Linked DNA regions of Ovis aries: region 2 is linked to region 1. The links are chromatin contacts, called in public Hi-C maps. All regions are on one chromosome and are shown on one strand. The core of a region is the stretch at or near the end of the contact, and the rest is flanking DNA. Distances in the headings are between cores, read along the strand shown.

Evidence for each region. Hi-C and Micro-C count contacts between places; a contact is called where the count stands out from the background.
Region 2: a Hi-C map of hypothalamus shows a contact between it and region 1, with 2.9 times the contacts expected there. The contact joins the enhancer-like site here to the promoter of TAFA3 in region 1. A contact is called at or near these places in 2 of 16 Hi-C or Micro-C datasets (hypothalamus and skin fibroblasts).

What each region holds. Positions count from the first base shown.
Region 1 is chr1:90,112,030-90,117,311 of ARS-UI_Ramb_v3.0, forward strand. TAFA3 (TAFA chemokine like family member 3) reads left to right here and starts at 2,910. Exons shown (of 7, transcript XM_012178747.4): 1 at 2,910-3,245; 2 at 4,074-4,124; 3 at 4,292-4,344.
Region 2 is chr1:90,435,064-90,440,345 of ARS-UI_Ramb_v3.0, forward strand. No RefSeq gene overlaps it. Among named protein-coding and RNA genes, the nearest start is that of LRIG2, 27 kb to the right of the region's middle. Within about 2 kb of position 2,363, at least 30 of the 54 cell types and tissues checked have an H3K27ac peak or open chromatin away from gene starts, as enhancers often do. A contact at or near this core is called in hypothalamus, where this site is marked.

The sequences.
Region 1 (5,282 bases), core at 1,660-4,159:
CCTGCCCAGAGGTTGGTGGAGCTGATGACTTCCATCAAAGACCTATGGGTGTGAAGCTCTGGTGTGATAACACCTCTGGCTTGGTCTGCCAGAGTGAGAATGAGGGCGAGCGAACTGTTGCTGGGTTGCTGTGGAGATGGTAACAAGGCAGGCTGGAGCCAGTCATCCTGCACTGGGGAGCTGGATAAGTTCCTGGATTCCTAGAGGCACTGTTCCCCGTGAAGACCACCTCTAGATCCGTCAGAGCGGTTGCCACTCCATTTTTCTTCAGGACCCAATTTCTTCCCATATTTCCATATTTAAAACACCTTCCCTGGTGGTTCAGATGGTAAAGCGTCTGCCTGCAATGCGGGAGACCTGGGTTCGATCCCTGGGTTGGGAAGATCCCCTGGAGAAGGAAATGGCAACCCACTCCAGTACTCTTGCCTGGAAAATTCCATGGACAGAGGAGCCTGGTAGGCTACAGTCCATAGGGTTACAAAGAGTCGGACATGACTGAGCAACTTCACTTTCTTTCTTTACCACAGAATTAGGTAGTAAGAATAACAACAATGACTACCATTTATTGAGGACTAACTACATAATGGTCCCTCTGCAAAGCGCTTTCTGTACTTCAGGCCCTTTACACTGCACACTAACCCTACCTAGGTTTTTGTTATGTTCTTTTTATGGATGAGGCATGTCTGGACGCTCCTGTTATTTTACATGACTTATTCCAGGAGGTCAACCACCCAGTGTGAAATTTATGCCTGTGTCCATTTCCCAACCACCTAAACTGATACTATCTTAAGAATCTAGATCAGAGAAGAAGAGTTAAGAAGAGATAGGTGAAGAGCAGAAAAGTGGGGGTTCCTTTTCTCTCACCCTCTTTCTCTTAACACAGAGACTGAGAGCAATCCAGGTGCACAACTTCTGTGACTGCCACCGGGGGGAGACAGAGGCCAGGCTAAGTGCCTAGCTGAGAGGGGAGGGCAGTACAGACAGGCTGCTGAAAGAGCTATGGTCCCTAAGCCTGGGAATTGATTGGGCTTCCAGAGACACCTCCTTCCCCATGCATGGTTCAAATGGGGACAAGGCCCTTAAGGTCCTAATGCAAGTTAGGGTAGTCCTCAGAGGTCACTGGCACCCAGTTCATGATGGGTATTCCACCTCTGGACTGTCTGGTGGGTGCTTCCTGACCACGACTCTGTTCCTGGCTACCCTGTAGCCCCAGAAGGGGTGACTTTCCTGGTAGCTTCCAAATAAAAATATCACAATGGTCATTCAGGTTGGTAGACTTCTGTAATTACACCTACACCCTGGGCAGAGAGAAATAAAAAAGAAGTCACAAGAAAAGAGAACACAAAAGTCAGACCCAAGGCACACAGAGTGGCAAGGCAGATGGAGATAAAGGACTTGCTGCTGCTGCTAAGGATATTTCCCTCCTGTTTGAGAAAAACTGAAATGAGCTCACAGATAAATGGCATAAACAGCTACAGCAAGCTAAAGACAGAAGAAAAAAATACAACATCCTGGCTATTTTTATTATTCAGTGTTTCTGGGACAGTTTGCTTACCACTTCTCTGTGTCACTCAGCTCCGTAATTCCTTTTTTTCCCCTCAGCTCCGTAATTCTTGCTCTTCACAACATCCATCATGATGTGACTGCAAGTGGGCTACAGAGCCAGGGCCCAAAGACCTCCTAGTTTCAGCACCAGATGGTCAACAGGGATGTCAACAGTTTCCTTGGGCTTCAGAACAGCCTTCTGACCATACCCAAATCCTAAGGATCTCCTCTCCCTGAATCTCTCACCAGCTATTCCTGGCATCATCACACCTCCTCCATCCTCAGACTGCCCCAGAACCTGGTGAGAAGGTCACCACCTCTGTTCATCCCCAAGGCAGCACAGAGTGAAAGGGAAAAGCAGGCATGCAGTGGGAAGAAGCAATCGTGTAGGTTATTCTTCTCTGCTGAGAACTGTTCAGAGGCTGGTCCTGCCAGGAGTGTGCAAGGCCTCGGCTAGGGGTGGGAACTGGGCTTCCTTAAGAGAAGTCCCTCTGTCCTGGGCCACATGCAATGGCTCAGAGTCCAGAACTGGGCTTCTTCCCCTTGCCTCTGCCCTCCCCATTACTCCAACCCGAAAGCCCTCTTTAACTAGGAGGAATAGCCTTCAATTAAGAGGCAAATTCACACACCAACCACCACTTCCCTCTCTCATTTGTCTAATACTTTCGCGTCCAGATCACCTGTAATGAATTATACACTGTACAATGGCAATTACATTGCGGTTTTTACAGTGATGAAGAAACTGGGTCTCAAGAGTTCCCAAGTTGAGGTCACCTACAGGCCTACCAAAGCCCTCCTGCCTGCTGGGCTCCTACCCTCATACCTCTCCTGGTTCTTCCTGCCCCAGAGGACACCACTCCTGAAGCAGAGATCGTTTGTTATTTCCTCCTGGATTTTTAACATTTTAACACGGAAGGGATAACATATCTATCCAGAAGAACACTGTCAAATAGAATTTTGTGCAGTGTGGGAATGTTCTATATCTTTTCTGCCCAATGCAGTAGTCCCTAGCTACATGTGGCAACTGAGCACTTTAAATGTCATGAGTGTAAATGAGAAAATTATATTTAGATTTAAACAATCACATACGACTAATGGTTACCTTATTAGACAGTGCAAGTTCGGAAATCTTCAAGGCCCAAAGTCTCTGAGTGCCTGAGCTTTCCTCACACTCAGCACCCGCACCCCAAGCTCTAAGACGTCCAGAGTTTTGAGGGACCTCTCTGAATTACCCCAGCCTACACCAGGGACCGCATTGCGGGACTGGCTCCTTTTCCCCTCTTCCTTGGTCTTGCCTCGACCGCCAGGGGTCGCTGTGCCCGCCGGGCGGGCGCGGGAGGCGGAGGCGACAACCGCTCTGGGCTGGGGAAGCGAGAGCGGCCCCGGGCGAGGAGGCGGCGGCGGCGGCGGCGGCGGCGGCCGCGTACTTCCCCAGCCTGCGGGCGGGAGCATCAAAGGGACGCCGGCTGAGCTCTGCAGAGCTGGCCGGGCGGGCCCGGAACTCCCCGGTGCCCGGAGCGGGCCCCGCCTGACCGTGATGCCACTTTGACCAGAGCCCCACAGCAACTTGGTGAGGGGAACAGAGCTCCGGACTAGACAGCACCCGAGCTGGCCTCAGTCCCCCTTTCGGGTCTCCATCCTGGGCTCAGAGGTGAAGAGAACCTCAGGCCGGTAGAACCAGCTGGCACTGCCTGGGGCAGGTAGGTCCTAGACTTGGGGGCTCAGAATTGGGAGGACTGAGTCGGCGTGGGGCGGGAGAGGTGGGGAAAGGTGGATCTTGTAGTTCACAGTCTCAACCCTATGCTGGCATGCAGGGGCTTGGGGGAAACAGCTTGGGAAACTGAGGCAGGTGTGTGGAAGCCCGAGAGCAAGTCCCAGAAGCTTCTCTCTCTAGCTCTCTCTAAGGGAGGGAATAGAATGCCAGAGAACCCACCTAATACACTCCTAGGTCTTTTGGATTTTGAGGTTCATTAAGAGAGATGAAAACGTTAGATTGGAGGATGTGGCAGCTCAGAGAGAAATGGGATGTGGGGGCTGCCTTTGTAATTATCAAAACAAATATTCCCGAAGAGGGCGGGGAGAAAAGATACCAACTCAGGAAAGAGGTGCTTCTAGAATCTCCTTGCTTTTGGAGCACACCTATTCCAGGGGGGCTTGGCACCACTTCCTCCATCTGCCCCCACAGTCCCTTCTGGGCTCTCACTCTTGGGGAGCCACAACAGGAGGCTCTCCGTCCTCCTTGAGCCCCACCATCTGACCTGCCCCAGTTCCACCTCCCTTTAGAGGCTGAGAGAGGGGAGGTCTTAAACAGACCTTTGGAGCTGAAGCCTCTGGGGCTCAGAAACCTGGAGGGGGAATGGGGGTGAGCTGAGCCGGCTCCTGGGAAGTCCAGGAAGCAGGTGCGAAGCAGGATGAGGGGAGGGGGCAGCAAAGAGGATTCAGTACCTCGGGGCTGTTACTCTCAGGAGCCTCTCCCCAGCAGCGTTGGTTCGTAGACACCTCCTACCATCTCCCACTTCTCTTTTCAGGCTTACCACCCTACTCTGCAAGGCCCTCGGCGAATTCCCAAGGCAGAGGAGGTACTTTATCCCCTGTCCTGGCACCTTGGGGAACAGCCTCAGAATTAGGTTCTACTTCAGTGCCCAGTCCACCCACTAGCCCTCACCCAGGCCCTCTTCCACCCCATGGAGGGCCGCAGGCTCCCTCTGTCCCTTGCAAAGCACAAGAATCTCCCCTGCTTGTCTAGGTAGAGTCTGAAGCCAGTGGATGAACAGACAGAAGTTAAAGGGTTCCAAAAAGGTGAGTTGAAGAGGGGGAGTTGGGGGGTGGCACATGGGTAGACATAGATCAATCACTGTTTCCAGAAGGAGCAGGGGAGCAACTGAGTCTCCTGGTTTGGCCTCTGGTGTTCCCAGCACCAAGCTGGCACCTGAGGGAGCCCTTGATGCCCCAAGGGACCAGCAGTGCAGCAGAAAGGGTGGTTCAGGCCTCTTCTGCGCTTGGTGTCTCCCAGCTGCTCTGTGCCTCTGCTTCCCTGGGATTCCCTCCATTTCTATTCCATTGTCTGGGAAAGATTTGGGAGATGTGAACCAACAAGGATGAAGGAGGAGAAGGAAAGGGAAGAGAGCAAAAACAAAGTGGTCCAATGGAAACAGGGCAGGTTTCTGGGCTCAGGGCTTTTCGATCCACATGCTGCCTGGCCTTGGGCAAGTTATTTGACTTCTCTGAGCCCCCATTCCATTTCTTCCTTTTTATATTTAATTTTTGTTTAAGTTGAATTGCTAGCAGATTCCTATGGTTCAGAATCCAAAAGATTAAAGAGCAATAGGAAGAAAAAATGTCTTTTCTCCCTTTGCTTCTCAGTCAACCAGTTTCTCAGACCACTACTTTCTCTTCTTGGTGGCAAACAATGTTATTAGGGTCTTTTGGTACATTTTCCAGAGTGAGCTAGCTTACTTATATTTGAGCAACATATATAATCCCTCCCTTTTACACATTGAACACACATCACCCTGCACTTTGCTTTTTTTCCCCCCTAAATGATGGGTTATCCTTGGAGACCGTTGCATGCCTCAGTACATACAGCATTTTCTCATTCTTTAACAGCTTTCTGTATGGGACTGTATTTGCACAGATTGCCCGCAATGTATTTTGCCAGTCCTTTATTGATGGTTGTTTAGATTGTGTCCAGACTTTTCTGAGTATCAGTTTGCTCATCTATAAAATGGGTACAAATA
Region 2 (5,282 bases), core at 1,113-3,612, 320 kb after region 1:
AATGTATTATTTATTTATTTGTTTGCACCGGGTCTCAGTTGCAGACTGTGGATCTTTTAGTTGTCAAACTTGGGCCCCTTGCATCATAGGACCACCGGGGAAGTCCCAACCTTGTCTTAATATAATTTGGTAACAAAATATTTTATTAATTCTCTGTTATACATACTTTTCTGTCAGAAAAAACACATCAATTGACATTCATTTAAAAATATTTCCAATGACAGAAGCTTCTAATTAAAAAAAAAATAGTACTGTTACTAGTAGTAGCATTTATCAAAACAACAGATATTACAAATCTTTATAATTAGTCAGCATTATTTCACTTCTTAAGAAGTGAAATGTCAGCATTATTTCACTTCTTAAGAAGTGATATTTTATTAGGAATTTGTCTCTTCGGGAGATGGAAAAAATGGGGAGGTGTTTATGGTTCCTTGGATTAAAATAATTGTGGGATTGTCCCTTTGAAGTCCCAGAGGATTTTATACCCGAGAGCAATGAATGCATCATTTAACAGGATTAGGGAAGAGGGAGAGGGAATTTTTTCCCCTGTAAAATGGCAAGAGGGCAGTTGCGAAAGAGATAGGGAAAGAAAACGAGGGTGGCAGATGCCCTCTGAGGCACGCCAACTTTATGGAAGAACATGAATGAACACAGTGGGCCTGGGAATTGAGTCCTTCAAAACTATCCGTGGTCCTATACCCTTCTTAGAGGATTACCATGCTGGAACCCCTAGCAGCCCTTCGGGTCTCTATTTTAATTGACCCCCTCATGAGCCCAGGGGAAGAAACTGGGTCATGGTAGCACTAACCAAGCAAGGCTCTTTGTTCCCTACTCCGAGGAAATGGCAGCCCACTCCAGTGTTCTCGCCTGGAGAACCCCAGGGACAGGGGAGCTTGGTGGGCTGCCGTCTGTGGGGTCGCACAGAGTCGCACAAGACCGACGCGAGTCAGCAGCCGCCGCCGCCAGGGTCTTTAAACAACATGACCTCTCCTTCGTGATCTTCCTGAGTCATTCTGGAGTCACTGGGAGTGGCTTTCTTGTGCTCACAAACCGATCTTCTGGGCTCTTTTGTGGTTTCTGCCCGTTTGCTAATCTGCTATAGCCTGGCACAGTCAGCTGCTAGCCCTTTAGCTGCCAGAGCCAAGTAAAGGGTCACGCAAAGAAGCTGAGCATCAGTCCTCTAGACCCATCGATCTCTGGCTCGCACCGTGGCCTCCCGAGGGAAGATCGGCCCCAACCCCAACCAGTGTCTTCCCGGGCAGAGAGAAGGTCTTGGCGGGGAAAGTACTTCCTGCTGACAGTTATTAACAGGAGTTTGTGAAACTAATCTTCCCATTTGGTCTCCCTTTTGGTTCCGGAGTGGTGATAAATGCCCAAAGTGGGCTGAAATACCAGGTGCTCTGAAAGAGGACCCTCATCCCAGCCTGCCTTTTATATTTCAGCATTTCCCATCCCAAGCGATGGCTCTTACCCTTGACCTTTTGTCTCCTTGGTGAACTCATACTGACCCTTCCCATCTCAGTGCAATCTCTCTGTTTTAGGATGACTTCCCTTTCCTCGGATGGCTTCAAGGTTGTTTTTTTGTTTTGTTTTTGCTATCTCTCTGCTCATTTTGGTACATTTGCTCTTACATATTACATTTCTTTCTCTCCAATTAGCCTATTTGCTCCTTAAGGACTAGGACTGGGTTTGCTAGACTTTTCTCTGTCTTGTTATCTTTTGGTGCAGAAACAGAAGCCAGTGGCTCTCCTTAAGACACTCTAAGTGTCTTTGAGTGCTCAGCTATCTGGAGAATAACCAGCTTATTCCACAAACTTCTGTAACTATAGAGAAGTTTGAAGGATGCTGAAGGTAGGGGTCAGAGGCCTCTGGGCCACAAGCTGTTGAACACAGCCGTGGTAGATACAGCATGCAGACAGAATCTCCATTCCCTGCCTACTGTGAAGCAAGGGCCTGTGGGGTTCTCCTGCTTTGGGGGATGAGATAAACAGTTAATGGAGAACCAGCCTATTATTTGAACTCATCCCCCTCCAAACAATGCTCTGCTTGATAAAGTCTCTGATCCTTTTCCAAGGGGAGGCAAGGGCAGGAGGCTGAGCGATAAGATCTTCTGGCCTGGATTTGGAAGGATCTGGACTGTTCTAGGGGAATTCACCTTATCAGGATTTTATTCAAAAAAGCCCCTGACTCAGATCTGTAGAGTCTATTTACTGCATTTGGTGTACAACAGTGCTACTCAAGATGTGATCTACCACTAGCAGCATGAAAATATCTTGGGAGTGTGAAGAGTGTAAATTTTGGGCCCCTCTCCAGACCTACTAATCAGAATTCCTGGGTGAGGCCCAGGAAGCCGCGCTTTAACAAGCTCTCCAGATGATTTTTCTGTATACTGAAATTTAGCAAGTACTTGTATTGGATACACACACACATTCCTTCTCTGGCTGTCTTTCTCTCTCTCTCTCTCTCTCTCTCTCTCTCTCTCTCTCTCTCTCACACACACACACACACACACACACACACACAGAGCTGCCTATAGCTGCTAATGCCACTTGGTCATTTCCCTGTGGTTTCCCTCATCAGGGCCCTGGGATTTGTTTTTCTCCACTGTGGACCTTGTTCATTTCCTGCTGCTTCCCAGAGGTTGGGAGAGGAAAGCGAGGGAGCCTGAAGGCAGGAGGGAGGGGGAAGGGGTTAGCTGAGGCAGTGAGCTTTCACGAATGAAAAGGAAAATGCTTGGTGACAATGTTCCTTTGTGAAGAGGTAGCTTTATGTTGATGGAGCTGCAAGTCATTAGCGATCTGGGTGCGCGCAGAGAGGCGGGAGCTGACCCGGTCATTCTCCAGGGACAGATCGCCCTCTGCTGCCAACGGATAAATAATACTCTGGCACTCTGGGGCAGCCAAGGAAAAGAGAGAGTCCCTGGGGCTGGGGTGGGAGAGAGGACGTGACTAAGGCCAAGAGGTCACAAAGTCACCACTTCAGGCAGTAGATGAATCTTGTTCCAATCTTGTTTGCAGGAAGGACGAAGAAGCCAATTCAGTGCGTGTTTCTAGGACCCATTCAACAAATAGCCGAGTTCTGCCAAGATCTCTGCCGGCTCCCATGATTCCAAGCTCTCAGCTTGACTTGGCTCAGTGGACACTCATTCCCCATTACCTCACCTTGAAAGGAAAAGAAGGGGTGTTTAAAATAGGAAGAGGGATTACAAAAGAAGTTTTTGTTTTTTTTTTCCCCCAGTGAGGGCATCTAGGGGGAGTCAGTCAAGCCTCAGATTTTTTTTGAAAAATCTCATTTTCTCAGAATCTCTCATTTCCTTTTGTCTCCACAAAAGCATTATGTCTCTCCATCTTCTCTTACGAGTGAACACTTACCCTGCAAATGTGGAATCAGCCCTTCTTTATTGCCCCATTTTATTGCTGTCGGGAATTATGGGTCATGTGGGTCACTGGTGAAGAGAGCAAAGATTTGTTCCCAGAATAAAAGCTCAGGCACAGCAGTTGCTCCTGCCAAGCACGGGCAGTGACCCGTTTCCTCCAGGTTCTTGTTTTTGCCACTTCCCAGCTGTGACTGGAGCTGGGTACCAGTAGACCGTCACCCCTGTATCCCCAAGTCTTGGAACTTCAATAGACTGTAGGACTCCTGCTGGGGAGATCCCATGAGGGTCTGGTCTAGAAAGTTACTTAAACTGCCCTAAAGGGGTTAAGGTGAAGTGGAGGAAGGGAGGAGAAGGAAACGGTGGGAGACGAAGGGTGAGGGTGAAATGAGAACAGCAAAATTTCCAAAAGGTTCTGGTATCACGGAACATTCTGGCTTTTCCCAAAAACATCTTCATGTGCAGAGTAAGTCTGTGTAGTACCAAACCCCTCAACAAAACCATGTCTTAGGTAAACTTTTGGTTGTTTGCTTGGTTTTTGGTCTGTGCGGTGCTTAGTTGCTCAGTAGTGTCCGAGCCTTTGTGATGGACTGTAGCCCGCTGGGCTCCTCTGTCCATGGGGATTCTCCAGGCAAGAATACTGGGGTGGGTTGCCATGCCCTCGTCAGTTTTTGGTCTGCTTGGGACCAAATATCTTTTGTAAGTTGCTTCAGTTGTGTTAGAATCTGTGCGACCCTATGGACTGTCAGGCTCCTCTGTCCATGGGATTCTCCAGGCGCAAATACTGGAGTGGGTTGCCATTCCCTTCTTCAGGGGATCTTCCCAACCCAGGATGAAATATGCATCTCTTATGTCTCCTGCATTGGCAGGGATGTTCTTTACCGCTAACGCCACCTGGGAAGCCCCGTCTAGATCTTCAGATAATCCCACTTGCAGGACCCCCAGATATATGCTGGTTATCTATTCATATTAAAGTCAAAGCACCTTATACCCTGCCTTGTGGTTATGGTACTTGGTGGACAGTTTCATCTCTCATAAGTGATCTACTTTGTGGTGGGTAAGGTTGGATCTCTGGAGCAGTTTTGTGCCTGGAGTTGGACCAGAACTCCAGGTACCAGGGGCATAATCATAAACACTTTGGGTGGTGAGAGTGATCTGGTCTCTGCAAACATAGGCAGGTCGGGAGTTTGGGAGAGTAATGGTTCATAGAGGGCGTGATTGTAACAACATATGGTGGTGAATTGTAACCAGAATTATTGTGGAGATCTTTTCACAATATGTACAAATAGTGAATCATTATATTGTATACCTAAAATAAGTATACTGTTATGTATATGCCACTTATATCTCAATTAAAAAGTAGAGAGTGTGAGTAGCTACATAATTTGCAAGACTCAAGGCAAAATGAAAACTCAGGGCCTCTTGTTCAAAACTGTATTAAGAATTTCAAGACGGAAACAATAAACATACCATTGTAAAGCAACTATACTCCAACACAAATTACTTACAAAACCAAAACAAACAAACAAAAAAACATGGCAACAGCAGAACATTAAATGTGGGGCCCTGGTAAGCATGGGGCTCTGTGTGATTGCACAAGTTGAAGGCCATGGAGCCAGCTCTGATAAAGGCTCCCCTTGTGAGTGTGTGGACTAGCAAATTCAGAAAGCTGAGATATGTCCTCTCCAGTTTAGGTGTCTCTACATTTTAGTGTCATGACTCTCGTGAGACTCAAATCTTCTGTCAGACATTTTTTTGACACTCACATGCTAGTCTTCTCTGTGCTTTGGGGAGGGAGGGATGAAGCTTATGTCCGTGTTGGGGAGACACGCCTTGGGGAGAGCAGCAGCAGTATCCAGCATCAGGGAGGAGACAGTCCAGTCCCCGGATGGCATCACGTGGTCTGGGA